Linked DNA regions of Mus musculus: all the other regions are linked to region 1. The links are chromatin contacts, called in public HiChIP or PLAC-seq and promoter capture Hi-C maps. All regions are on one chromosome and are shown on one strand. The core of a region is the stretch at or near the end of the contact, and the rest is flanking DNA. Distances in the headings are between cores, read along the strand shown.

The links. Promoter capture Hi-C pulls out the DNA fragments that hold promoters and counts their contacts. HiChIP or PLAC-seq counts read pairs in DNA pulled down with a chosen protein or histone mark. Capture Hi-C pulls out chosen DNA fragments and counts their contacts.
Region 2: a contact with region 1 is called in an H3K27ac HiChIP or PLAC-seq map of embryonic stem cells, with 11 times the contacts expected there. The contact joins the enhancer-like site here to the promoter of Riok2 in region 1. A contact is called at or near these places in 11 of 39 promoter capture datasets (the C10 cell line, the HPC-7 cell line, cranial neural crest and 7 more), 9 of 484 Hi-C or Micro-C datasets (the BV-2 cell line, the MC3T3-E1 cell line, brown adipocytes and 6 more), 15 of 115 datasets of contacts at active chromatin or transcription factors (the NIH/3T3 cell line, bone marrow-derived macrophages, double positive thymocytes and 7 more) and 3 of 9 other capture datasets (adipose tissue, liver and macrophages).
Region 3: a promoter capture Hi-C map of liver shows a contact between it and region 1. The contact joins the promoter of Zfp960 here to the promoter of Riok2 in region 1. A contact is called at or near these places in 4 of 115 datasets of contacts at active chromatin or transcription factors (embryonic stem cells, extraembryonic endoderm stem cells and stem cell-derived neural progenitor cells) and 2 of 9 other capture datasets (adipose tissue and liver).
Region 4: a promoter capture Hi-C map of hematopoietic stem and progenitor cells shows a contact between it and region 1. The contact joins the enhancer-like site here to the promoter of Riok2 in region 1. A contact is called at or near these places in 10 of 39 promoter capture datasets (the C10 cell line, the HPC-7 cell line, cranial neural crest and 7 more), 3 of 15 datasets of contacts at CTCF or cohesin (CD8 T cells, the NIH/3T3 cell line and embryonic stem cells), 16 of 484 Hi-C or Micro-C datasets (CD8 T cells, the HPC-5 cell line, the HPC-7 cell line and 12 more), 26 of 115 datasets of contacts at active chromatin or transcription factors (the 230-238 cell line, CD8 T cells, the HPC-7 cell line and 16 more) and 4 of 9 other capture datasets (adipose tissue, liver, macrophages and 1 more).

Annotation. Positions count from the first base shown.
Region 1 is chr17:17,372,617-17,376,025 of GRCm38.p6, reverse strand. It overlaps Riok2 (RIO kinase 2), which reads right to left and starts at 1,694. Exons shown (of 10, transcript NM_025934.2): 1 at 1,356-1,694. The coding sequence starts at 1,421. It overlaps Gm36768 (predicted gene, 36768), which reads left to right and starts at 1,810. Exons shown (of 4, transcript NR_168690.1): 1 at 1,810-2,012; 2 at 2,792-2,852.
Region 2 is chr17:17,738,236-17,741,644 of GRCm38.p6, reverse strand. No RefSeq gene overlaps it. Among named protein-coding and RNA genes, the nearest start is that of Vmn2r90, 36 kb to the right of the region's middle. Within about 2 kb of position 1,519, at least 5 of the 459 cell types and tissues checked have an H3K27ac peak or open chromatin away from gene starts, as enhancers often do. A contact at or near this core is called in embryonic stem cells, where this site is marked.
Region 3 is chr17:17,062,456-17,065,864 of GRCm38.p6, reverse strand. Zfp960 (zinc finger protein 960) reads right to left here and starts at 1,762. Exons shown (of 4, transcript NM_001005358.2): 1 at 1,659-1,762. The coding sequence starts at 1,688.
Region 4 is chr17:17,653,437-17,656,845 of GRCm38.p6, reverse strand. No RefSeq gene overlaps it. Among named protein-coding and RNA genes, the nearest start is that of Lnpep, 31 kb to the right of the region's middle. Within about 2 kb of position 1,660, at least 35 of the 459 cell types and tissues checked have an H3K27ac peak or open chromatin away from gene starts, as enhancers often do. A contact at or near this core is called in CD8 T cells, Th2 cells, double positive thymocytes and 1 more, where this site is marked.

The DNA.
Region 1 (3,409 bases), core at 445-2,944:
AAATGAATGAATGTGCTGAGAAGGAAAGCCATTACTTAAAGAAAAAGCCAGGTTAATTAAGGAAGCTATAGGAAAAAGGAAGCACATGCCAAAGTTCATGTGGACCTTGCATTTGATGAATTTGTAAACGTTACCTACTTAACTTGGCTACAAAGGCTTAAAATAATACATGAACCAGGCAACTCACATTTCATATCCTATTATGCAACACAGCCCTTACCAAAAGTCAGCAACTCCTAAACAAAGCCTGACTCATTCTAACCTTACATAACTGTCCTGATTTCTGTGCCACAACACTAAAACTACAGAATCAGATTTTGTCATCTTCCTAATTAAAACATTCACAGGTCAGGCAGTGGTGTCGCACGCCTTTAATCCCAGCACTTGGGAGGCAGAGGCAGGCAGATTTCTGAGTTTGAGGCCAGTCTGTCTACAGAGTGAGTTTCAGGATAGCCAGGGACACCCAGAGAAACCCTGTCTTGAAAAACCAAAATAAATAAATAAATAAATGAATTAAAAAATAAATAAAAATAAATCACGGGCTTACACACACATCGTTTACTAGGCCTGCAAGGGCTTATATGGTTTGGTTCTCATTTTCCATGTATGTCCCCAACCATTATATCGAACCTTTCTCTTCTATGAAGACTCTCCCTCCCATCTCTGAGTTTTTGCTCTAATTTGCCTCTAACTCTCTCCAAGGACACCTCTTCTACAACTCTCTCCAAGGACACTTTTTTCTCCGGCAGTTAAGATTCATTGGTTCGGGGGGTGGGGACAAACTTTGTAGTTCGATTAACAGTAAAGACAAGATTCTTGGATTCTGTCTCCATCACTGTAAAACTCAAAGACAGTATCCTTCCAACACGTGGCTACTTTCTATTTCTTTATCCTTTGTTACCTTCACGGTACTTACTATCTGACTACATTGTTAACATATTGATTTGCTGGTCGACTAAGAGGCATCTCCTTTCCTCCTTTGTTTTGCACTCTGCTGTTATATTTGATAGAGAAAGCTGACTTTTTTTTTTTAACATTAAGTGTCTGAGTCTATTAGAGGACTTAACTCCCACCCTCCCCTAGTTTGGAAGCCAAAGATCAATGAAATTTCCCGGGCCACAGAGACGTAAGCACATCTGCAGCAAAAGAAGCTGAAAGGAAGAACCATGTTTAGTAAAAGATAGTTCTTTTTTTCACAAAGCTTCATGAAAATCAGACCTTGGTGCCCTTTACCCAGATCCCAGCCTCGGCAAACAATCCACAAATCAGAGAGCCCTCACTCAGCTCCCAGCGACCTTAGAATAGCAGGAGGAGGACGTCACCGAATGGATAAGCAAGAAAGGTGTACTCCTTACCGCAGTCAGAACTCTGAAGTCATCGCGGCTCATGTACCTAAGCTTGGCTACATTCACCTTCCCCATGCTTGCCCAGTTCCACCACGGACGCTCTCTGGGAAGACGCAAAGTTGCTGGGTAATCTCGCAGGCTTTCGGCGGCGACCTGCCCGCGCACGCGCCCTGTATTTAAGGTGCTTATCGCTAGGTAAGAACACGTGCTCAAGAAGCAGTAGAAAAATGCTATTTTTTTCTCGTTTTTGTAGCTAAAAATCAGGCAGAAGTGATTTTTCAGCCCCTAAATAAATAATTTACGTTTGACTGATTTGGCAAGTTGCAAATGTTTTACATAGTATGCCACGTTACTTTTCAGAGCTGCTAGGACCTGATTGGAATTAAGGCCGGACTTCCGCATGCAACAGTGCTTACGTCACGAGAGGGGCGTGTTTTATTCGTTCCGAGCCACGCCCACTTTTAGTGCAGCAACTGTGCACTGTAAAGTCAGGGAGGGAAATGAGTAAGCGAGACCGGAGGCCAGCAAAACCACTGAAAGGGTGGCCACAGAGCCGCACGCGCTGTCTCTCGGCAGCCCCACCCCTGTCCGGCGGAGGAGGGCCGGGTTAGGAGCTGCCCCGCTGGCCTGGGACGCTGATCCCAGGACGGGTTAGGAGGAGCTTCTGTACGTACTATCCAGTGCTCGCTTCCAAAGAAAGCGCGCACCTCAATGTTTCTTGGGTCCAGGAGCATTTGGGAGGCTTAACAAGACAATGTACCCAAGACAAAGACTTTTATTACCGTACCTTCATCCCGACAGCAGCAGCATAGTAACAAGTGTGACTCATGTGATATTCAGTACCTGTGTTTCTCATTTCACGAATTATCTATATTTCAGTCCTTTAAGCTGCAGATCTTCTCTGGTCAGCTCTTAGGTTAAGCTTGGGCGCTATAAGTGTCCAGTGTTATGATCTGCTTTATACTTGAGAGATTGCCAACGACTGGTGTGTAACTTTTTTTTTTTTTTTTTTGAGGTATGTGCAAACTTTAAGGACTCAGATTAAGATACCTTCGTGTTCCTTCCATACTCCACTCCTTCCAGTTTCCAAGAAACAATGTATTCATTTCCTCCTTTTGGAGAGTGGTGCTGAGTATCTTCCTGGAGTAAGCTCTTTCATAAAGCATAGGGGCAGACAGCAGGCTGTAGTGTCCGTATCGGTCCAGCTAAAGTAGTTGGTAATCTAAAATCATCAAATCGAAACAAAAGATCAATCCTTTTTCATCTCTATGTTCCTGTCTTTGGGGTCTTGTATGCTTGAATACAGGATTCTAGGCATATCTAATTAGGACTTAACTAATTAAGACCGTTGTACACAATGGAATTTTTCTTTCTACATTAACATTAGAACATGTGAAAACAAAAAGTTTGAAGCTTTGATTATCTGTCTTTCTGTCTCCTTTCAGCATTGCTCCACAGAGCCACCACTAATTGAGTGGGTTTGGATCCAAGTTCTGGAATATTGGGGTAATCACAGTCCAGATTTCTCATCTTTTCAATATTGTGGGTTTTTTGTTTGTTTGTTTGTTTTTTTAGTAATCAAGTCATTTATGAGTAAAGGATTTAAATTCAATCTTCCTTTCTCACCATACTTAGTGTGACTTAAGCCAGTGGTTCCCAACCATCCTAGTACAGCGGTCCTTTAATACAGTTTATTTTGTGGTGATTGCCAACAATAGAATTGTTTTTTATTGCTACTTCATAACTGTAATTTGCTACTGTTACAATTCTTAATGTAATGCAAATACTTTTTTGGAGACGGGGTTCCCAAAGGGGTCTGGACCCACAGCTGACTTAGCCTATTCTTCATCCATTCACCATTTATCAAATATAGATACCACTTTTTTTTTTCTAGGCTCTGGGGAAACTTAATCCCAAGTCCTAAAACTTGAACTTATGGGAAGGAGATGTGTAAAAAACCACTGGATGTAACAGAAAAGCCAAGGACTAAGAATGTTGAATTTCCCTTTCCCAGACTTCTCCACTGTAGTCAAACTCATACAGACACATGTTGCTTCTCATAA
Region 2 (3,409 bases), core at 270-2,769, 370 kb before region 1:
CACTACCCTCAAGATAGGTTGATAAAATTTTTTAATGTACATGAGGTGATATTTCCTAATATGACCTCTTTACAACCCTTACACAATTCTGTTCTGGTGTTTACTGATGGCTTCTCTAAAGGGCAAGCTGGATTTCTTATAAATAATCCACAGGTAATCATAAAGACTCCTGGCCTCTCAGCTCAATTAGCAGAATTAACAGCAGTACTGAATGTCTTTCAGTCTGTGCATGAGGCTTTTAATATTTTTACTGATAGTTTATATGTTGCACAATCATTACTCTTATTGGAGTCCTGTGGTACGTTTAACTTTAATACACCAGCAGGATCCCTGTTTTCACAACTACAAAACATCATTCTTGCCCCAAAACACCCATTCTATATTGGCCACATACGGTCTCATTCTGGTCTTCCTGGACCTTTAGCTGAAGGTAATGATTGCATCGACAGAGCTCTAATAGGAGAAGCCTTAATTTCAGATCCTGTTGCTTTGGCCAAGCGTGATCATGAAAAATTTCATCTCTCTAGCCGTACCTTAAGGCTCCGACATAAAATTACTAAGGAGCAGGCAAGAATGATTGTAAAACAATGCCCTAAATGTATTACATTGTGTCCAGTGCCACATTTAGGGGTTAATCCACAAGGTCTTATGCCTAATCATATCTGGTAAATGGATATAACTCATTATACAGAATTTGGAAAATTAAAATATATACATGTTTTTATTGATACTTGTTCAGGATTTATTTTTGCTTCTCTGCATACTGGAGAAGCCTCCAAAAATGTAATTGATCATTGCCTACAAGCCTTTAATGCCATGGAATTGCCTAAACTTATTAAGACAGATAATGGGCCATCCTATTCTAGCAAAAAATTTTGCTTCATTTTGTAAAGAATTTGGCATCAAACATAAAACTGGAATTCCTTATAACCCCATGGGACAAGGAATAGTTGAACGTGCTCATCGCACTTTAAATAATTGGCTTTTAAAAACAAAACAAGGGCAGTTAAATCTCCCAATGTCACCAAAGGCACATCTTGCTTTTGCTTTATTTGTTCTAAACTTTTTGCAAACTGATGTTAAATGTCAGTCTGCAGCGGATTGCCACTGGCATCCAGTTACTTCTAGTTCTTATGCCATGGTAAAGTGGCGGGACCCATTAACTAACGAATGGAAGGGTCCATACCCGGTCCTAATCTGGGAAAGGGGCTTGGTCTGTCTTTTTTTCACAAAAAGAAGATGGAGCGTGATGGCTGCCTGAGAGATTAGTTCGTCAACTGGACACAGACCCTGAATCTTCTAGTAAGTATGACTCCAACCTTCATTATGGCTAGAAATCCTCTTTAGCCGAAAAGTTAAATTGGAGCACAGCCTCCACTCCCAGGGAAGCTGTAGCCTTTCTGCAATTCTCAATGTCACCTCCCCCACACTGGAAGCTCTAAGTCTAAGCCTGATCATTGCTAATTTGCAATTGAATGGAGTACCTTGACTTCCCCAAAAGAAACTTTTGTACTGTGCCTTTCACTGTCTCGACCTTGTTTTTCAAGCCGGTCAGTCAATGCCCTTCAGCCTGACTGCAGCAGGTGTACAGCCTTGCCTCCAACAACGCAGGTGGCAGTTGTTAATCTTCATGAAGAAGCATTCTAAGTACATATCGTGGCTTTGGTCTGAATTGGGAGTAAGGTGTGCTAATGAGGGCCTGACAGTCAATGACGGGCACCCAGATCTCGGAGTCATACCAATCTAAGATAGGGGTACATGCCAAGAGGCCTGGCTGTTAATAATACACCACAGAGCCATGTTTTGTGTAAAATAAACACAAACAAGCTGCATGTACGTTCCTATGACGGATAAGGATGATTCAGGAAGATCTAAGATTTCCTAAGACAGGCAGAGCCGCCAGCCACCATAACTCCTGGGTGGGACTATGGAACATAAATACATTTTATGCCTCAGTCCAGTCTTTTTTTTTAATATTAACAACAGGGAGGAGATGTAACCTCCAACAAGCCTGAAGCAGGCTGAGCCGTACCTTGACTTTGCTGCCACTAAGGAGATTACCTAGGGTGGCGCCTTCTTCCCTAGATTACTCTATTGTTCAGCTACTATAGCTGTTCTTCTTCAAGATACTGCTACCTGCTGAGAGGTCCCGGAGCTATTCTGGAGACTACGCCCTATCCTGCAAGTCATCACCTGCAGCTGGTTCCAGGCTCCAAGGATGAATTGGCGGGAATGGCCTTTTATAAGCGCAGTCGCCATTAAACATTTGAACCTTGAACAGACTAGCATGTCTTGGTTCCATTATTCCTCAACCCTCCTAGGTTCCCTCTTTTCTTTCAGCTCCAGGTTGCCTCCCAGTCTTGAGCCTGAACATGTGAGCTGCTGGCCGGCTCGCAACACCAAAGCAGAAGTGGAAAAAAAGGGAACCTGTATTTACTGTTCATGGTACTGTAAACTGTTCCAACCACTATGGAAATTAAGGTGGAGAACTATTTTTTTAAGTTATATATGAAAGATAGAAACATAATTTTTTATTTTTATTTCTTTTAAAAATATATACATTTTATTTTTTATTGGACACTTTCTTTATTTACATTTCAAATGTTATCCCCTTTCTCTCTTTCCTCACCTCCTGGAAACCCCTTATCCCATCCTCCCTCCCTGTGCTTCTATGAGGGTGTGTCTCTACCCACCCACTCCCACCTCCCTGACCTTGATTCCTCTACTCTGGGGCATCTATCAAGCCTTCATAAGACCAAGGACATCTCCTCCCATTGATGCATGGCAAGGTCATCTTCTGCTACATATGGAGCTGGAGCCATATGTACTCCTTTGTTGATGGCTTAGTCCCTGGAAGCTCTGGGGGGTCTGATTGGTTGATATTGTTGTTCTTACTATGGGGTTGCAACCCCCCTCAACCCCTTTAGTCCTTTCTCTAACTCCTCTATTGGGGACTATGCGCTCAGTCTAATGATTGACTGTGAACATTTGCATCTGTATTTGTAAGGCTCTGGCAGGGCCCCCCAGGAGACAGCCATACCAGGCTCCTTTCAGCATGCACATCTTTGCAAGGGTAGAGAACTCTTTTAAAAATCTTTCATATGACCACCATTACCACATGTTAACATATGCCCAGATGACTCCAATTCCTATCATATTCTTCTTATACCTGCTCACCCACATTTATTGTTACTCTAATTATAATATCTTGAAACGAGCAACAGTATACATATACTTCAAATGGCAAATGGATGATAAAAATTGGTACATATGCAATATGGAACATTGAGTTGTAATTGGAAATATAATCTTAAGGATCAAAGGGAAATAGAACTAGAAAGTATACTGACTGAGACATGGAAAGACAAATGCTGCATATTTTTTCTCAGTTGAGGCATTTATCTATGAG
Region 3 (3,409 bases), core at 513-3,012, 310 kb after region 1:
CAAATAATCATAGCAGTTGAGAAAACGGATAAAATACTTAAATTCTCCAGAAACACTAAAGAGAAAAAAAAATCTAGATGTTCAGAGAAATTCTAAGAAAATGAAACTTAAAAAGTGTTATCAAGAGCCGGGCGTGGTGGCATACACCTTTAATCCCAGCACTTGGGAGGCAGAGGCAGGCGGATTTCTGAGTTCAAGGCCAGCCTGGTCTACAAAGTGAGTTCCAGGACAGCCAGAGCTACACAGAGAAACCCTGTCTCAAAAAACCAAAAAAAAAAAAAAAAAAAAAAAAAAAAAAAAAAAAAAAGTGTTATCAAGAATTGACTTCTTTAAAAGATAGATATTATTGAAAGTATGAATAGGTACAGTGTCTTTCAACAAGAGCAGGCCATTACCTTGTAGGCAAATACAGCAAACCAGTAGCCAACATCAAATTAAATGGAGAGAAACTTAAAGCAATCCTACTAAAATCAGGGACTAGACAAGGCGGCACACTTTCTCCATAACTATTGAAGTCCTAGCAAGAGCAATTCCACAACAAAGAAGATCAAGGGGATACAAATTGGAAATGAAAAAGTCAAAATATCATTATTTGCAGAGGATATGATAGTATCTATAAGTGATCCTAAAAATTCTACCAGAGAACTCCTAAACCTGATAAACAACTTCAGTGCAGTAGCTGGATATAAAATGAACTCAAATAAATCAGAGGCCTTTCTCTACAGAAATGATAAACAGGATGAGAAAGAAATAGGGAAACAACACCCTTCACAATAGTCACAATTAATATAAAATACATTGGTGTGACTCTAACTAAGGAAGTGAAAGATCTGTATAATAACTTCAAGTCTCTGAAGAAAGAAATCAAAGAAGATCTCAGGAGATGGAAACGTCTCCCATGCTCATGTATTGGCAGGATTAGTATAGTAAAAGTGACTATCTTGCTGAAAGCAATCTACAGATACACAGCAATCCCCACCAAAATTGGAACTCAATTCTTCACAGAATTAGAAAGGGCAATTTGTAAATAAATCTAGAATAACAAAAATCCTAGGATATCAAAAACTATCTCAACAACAAAAGAACCTTTGGTGGAATCATCATCCCGAAACTCAAGCTGTAGTACAGAGCAATTGTGATAAAAAACAAAAACAAAAACAAACAAACAACCCCCTTCATGTTACTGGTACAGTGACAGTCAGATCAATGAAGCTGAATTTAAGATCCAGAAATAAACTCACACATCTATGTCCACTTAATCTTTGACAAAGGAGCTCAAACCATCCAGGGGAAAGAGGACAGCATCTTCAACAAATGTTGCTGGCTCAATTGGCGGTTAGCATGTAGAAGAATGCGAATTGATCCATTCTTACCTCCTTGTACAGAGCTCAATGCTAAAGGCCAAGAGAACAACTTGTAGAATACACGAAAGAAACTTAGCCTGTCTGACTTTGGCATCCTGCTAAGGGTGTTTCTATACACAGGACCCTGCTCGAAAGGTTTTGTGAATATTCAGCCCAGATAGTTAAGTTATGCAAGAGCCACCGTTGGGTCCAGAAGCGGCTAAAACCACGAGGCAACTCGCAGGTGCCTGCATGTAGCTGCTGGTTCCGACCCAGCCTTCCGTAGGACCCAGCACACCCGATCCCGCTCCTCACCTCTGTGGGAAGTGACAATATCCTCATCATGTCGCACTTTCAGAACTTGCCTGAGTTTCCTTCACAGTACCCAGCAGCACACAGGACAAATCACTTAAGCCTGCTTAATTACAGGGAACCAGCGAAAAGAATTCCGGAAGAACCACCCTCCTCTTATGACTGGCAGATCCCACAGGGAACCAGGAAAATCCCTTCCGGAAAAACCACCCTCCTCTAAGACTGTCAGATCCTCCTTCATGCCGTGATTGGCTAGTAAATCCTGAGTGACAGGAGCAACTCTCTCAGGGTGAGAGGGTGCAAACGCAACTCGGAATAGTGGTTCAGTGCACAGGTTTCCAATCTAGACGCACACCTATTCTAGATCAGCAGAGATTTGTATTTTGGTAGCAATTGTCCCAGGTTTCCGATAGCGTACACCCCAGCTATTGCCGTCCCTTCTCTCCAGCTCACCTCTGATTGGCTGCCTGCTCCTCCCCATTGTGAGCTGTGACTTTGTTCTCCAGAGCCAGGACTCAAATTCTGACCTGTGAGTCCACTGCCCTCAGAAGGTGCTTCCTCTTATTGCTAGTGGAATGAAGCATATTACTAAAGTTGCAGTGGAGTGGATAATCTGTCTTACAAGTGGAAGGATGCCCAGTTTAACTGCTAGTTAAAGAGTGACTTTAAGAAACAACGTTTTGTATTGTGGCTTCTTACTGGGTTCTGGTAAATTGCACAAACTTTCCAGCTGGAGCTCTATTGTTATTCTATAATCTACTATTCTATTGTCTATTCCTCAGTAGGAAAGTGCCAAAAAATAAAATAAAATCTCAACCCAAAAACACAGGTGTACTAGGAAAATGCTCTAGGGTCTCTCTATGTATGTGGAAAGTAGATTTATTAGTATGGCTCCCAAGCTGATAGCCAACTCTTGCAACTATAACTCTATACCAATGGGAAGTTGAGCAATCCAGTGGTTGTTCAGTCCATGTGGCTGAATGTCTCAGCTGGTTTTCAGTATATATCATAATATGTATAGGAATAAAACGTAACAGCTGTAAGGAACCTAGAAACATGTAACGAATACATGTAATCATAAAAGTCGCCACAAAATCCATACGGGTGGTAAACCTTAAGCATTTAAAGAATGTGGGAGAGCTAGCACTACAGTATCCCTGACTGAAGACATAAGTATTTGTATGCCAGCCGGGCATGGTGGCGCACGCCTTTAATCCCAGTACACAAGAGGGAAAAGGCAGGCAGATTTCTGAGTTCGAGGCCACCCTCATCTACATCCAGAGTGAATTCTAGGACAGCCAGTGTTACACATAGAAACCCTGTCTCGAAAAATAAAATAAAATAAAATAAAAATAAAGAAGAAGAAGGAGAAGGAGAAGTAGAACACAAAGACGATGACAAAGAAGACAAAGAAGGGAAATATAAGACTTAAATAGTTTAAAAAAGAAGCATAAGACTTAAGATATAGGACTAGATGAAAAGGAACAGAGAGGTCCAACCATCCATTGAACCCCATTTAAATCATTCCAGGGCTTCCCAAATCCACCTTCCTCAAATCTACCTTCCTCAAATGAACATATGGAGAAATATAAAATTGATATGTTTCCCAAAACTTAGGAATCTCATAGCTTTCAAATGGTCTGAATATGTGAAGGCATACAAATCCAATTCCACTATTTGGTCAAGAAGCATATTTATGCAGTCCTTCATTAGGTTGCATAAAATATCTTTCACTTTGTACGTATAACTTTTGT
Region 4 (3,409 bases), core at 411-2,910, 280 kb before region 1:
AATAACTTAGTTATGGTTTTAAACATTCAGTGAACCTGTGGAGCTGAGACAGGTGATGGGTGTTGAGCTAGATAATTACTCCTAATGGATCTGCATGTAAACAATCTCTGTTGTAAACTTCTATTTCAATTTATGATTTGATTTTCTGTGTGAACTTTTGATGGACTTTATAACACGTGATCATTTATTCTGAAAGATGTTTAAGTGCTGAGGACAAAGAAGAATGAGGGACTGAGGTAAGAAGGACTGGGGTGAGAGGAATTGAGCTGTAAGAGGGGACTGAGCTGTAGGAGAGCTCAGTTGTAGCTGAGGAGAAGTTTTTAGAACACTTTTTAGACAGAACTGAACTCAACAAGAGCTTAGAAGCATAGGCAGAGCTTTGGAGAAAAGGCATTGAGAGTAAGAGCATTGTTGTGACTTCAGAGGAGGAGGGGAGAACATGATTAGAAGGAAACTGCAGAGTGGAATGACTTAGAAACTATAGATAACATAAAAAAAAAAACTAAGAAAGCAATGTGCAGGAAGCAAAGGGAAAGAGGAAAAAAGAAGCTGCAGAGAGCAGAAGGTGCAGGCAGGCTTCTCCTTACCATAGGACAGAACAGGTCTTTCTTAATAACAAGGCAGGCTTAGTCTTACTAAAAGGAACAGAGCTTTTTTTTTTTCTTACAAAAGTGGGTTTAATTCATTTATTATTAAAAGGGTACAAGCTTTTTCTTTCTCTATACGATAAAGATTGGAGTTCATTTTTCATCCAGAATGAGTGAGTTCTTTCTGCACTGGTGATTGGTCTTTTGTTCCATATGCAAATGTAAGAATGGATGGGTGTGTGAGTATGTATGTGAGAATGTATGCATGTGTGTGTGTGTGTGTGAGAGAGAGAGAGAGAGAGAGAGAGAGAGAGAGAGAGAGTATGTCATTGTGAGAGTGCATGCAAGTTGGGCCCAACTGCTTTGAATGGATATGTATAAGTGAGCATTATGAATCTGTATATTAACGTGAGATTATGCATATTTGCTTATGTAAAAGTTTTTCCTTCTGTGAGTGATATTCTCTTCTCCTGGTTCAAAAGAAGTTTACTGCTCCAAACTTCCCCCTAGCCAGACAAGCAAGAGGCATCTGGACAACAGGGGAAAGGATCTAGCAACTAATCCTTAATCTCCTGCTGTTTTAGGATGAGGTGCTAAGTGCCAGAGACTGCAGTCTCTGGCTTCAGAGGAACAAAGAAGGCAGGTCAGCTACAATAGCATAGTAACTTAGACTTAAATAAGTAAACTTTTTATTGTACAGCAACCCTAAATATCTCATAAGACAAAGACTTACCCCAGAATTTCGTAAGATGCTCTTCCCCTCAGCTACCTCAATAAGAACCAAAAAAGAAAGAACTCCGGCCCCACCCCACCCCCATTGGGGCTGGCCCCTGACAGGCAACTGCAAGAAAAATGTCTGAACAAAAAAAAAAAAAAAAAGCCTTTGGGAGTGGCGCTGATATCAAGCCAGGAACACCTCCACTTGGTGATCGGAGCACTCCGCCAGCGTCTAGTCCATTCATGTCTACATCAACAAATCCAAACTGCCAGTCTAGCAAAAAGACCAGCGTTGTGTATCAGAAACCGTTCCAGTCAGCCCCTGCCACAGTGAGAATGGCACAGCCGTTTCCTGCACAGTTTGCACCCAGAAGAAAGCTGTGGGAAGAGGACTCAGCCACAAGACATTTAGTCCTAGGTGTTGGCAAAGCAGAGAGCAGAGGTTCTTCAGTCCACACAGCGGTTTTTCTCTGAACAGCAACAGAGAAAACAGATAGGAGGCAAAGCCCAGAGAGTGGACAGTGATTTAAGTAAACCTGAAATTCTGACCCTCCTGGTACCTGCCAGGAAAACGTAGAAGAAAAGCCACCCCCTGCATCCACCATAACCACCAAACTTGTTAGAACTGGACCAATCAAACCTTAGGCGATCAAAACCAAAGGAACAAAATCTCATGAAGGTTGTGGTTTATTGGGAGCGGGTGGTCAGGGGTAAAGTGATCTGTGACATTATCCTGTGAGACACACAAGGGGCATAGAGCATTTTACACTGACAGAGCTGCTACACCAATTACAATGAGGCTCCACAGGCTCGCACCTCCTGTGTAACATTTGCATCTTCAGTTGGTTTATATTACAAGTGTGCATACAGTATAGTCCTATGGAGCACGAAACACCACAAGTAGGAAGAGAGAGTTGCTCAGCTGGACACTGGGTGGGCCCATTAATACAGCAGCTGTAGTTCTTTTGCTCCCTCGTGTTCTTTGGATGTGTGTATGGCTTTTCTAGGCTTGAAAGTAAAATGATGCTAACTGATGCTGGATAGAGGAGTCTTATCTTTTATTATGGCAGCTTGCCATTTTTGTAAAATGGTGATTCTGCTGAACACAATAAAGTGGTAACTGATTGATCTCCCCTTCTTCCTGGATGAGTGAGCAGATGATTAAATATTGATGTCAGCTTCCTTGAATATATTCAGATGAGCAACATATGGCTTCTGCTTCTATTTAAAATGATGCTGGGTTTGATTGTGGTCCAAAGTTTTGAAGCACTACTTGGCATCTCCTTCCTTGGAGGTCTCACCATTTAAACATAACAGATTTGATAACATGTTGGTAAGGTGAAGTCCAGCTTGTCTCCGCTAAGTCATCTTCATATGAATCCAGTGGTTATACAGTTTTGATTTAGGGATATTTCATTTTTTTAATAACGGTTTTTAGCTGACATTCACAGAGAGAATGAATTCTTAGAGTTGTGCTGCTAGTGAAAGGAACTCTAAGAGTGTGTTCCTTTACAGAGCAGTGTCACACCATCCTTTGGGCCCTCTGCTGGAAAAGTAGAATCAAGTCTCAACTCCTCTGTACCCTCTAGTATTATAGATGTAGGACAGTACCGTATCATACCTCTGTGAGTGTAAACAAGCCTGCACCTGCTTTATGATACGTAGTAGTGACTGTGCTTTGTCAGAGCTGTTTTTAATGATGTTGCTCAAAATGTTCTCTTTCCAGATAATTATTGAGAAGCTAATTAAAAAAAAAAAAAAAAGTGGTGCCAGGCACCACAAGAATAACAGAAAGTGGTGCCAGGCACCACAAGAATAACAGAACTGTGCTGTTTTCTGCAGTTTTGTTTTGTTTTTTTACTTTTTTTTAATAAAGTGTGCTTAATGTCTCTACAATTTTGTTCAAATGACTGCAGAATCTGGAAAAGTTGTTGCTGCTGTATTGACGGGTTTTTTTATACATAGTGCTATTACTGGTCTCTCTCTATATATATATGTATAAATTTTTATATATGTAATATATGTATAATATATGTACATACGTATATATAATTTGAATTTTTGAACCTTTAGCTGTGCTGTTAACTTTGGAAAAAAGTTCTCAG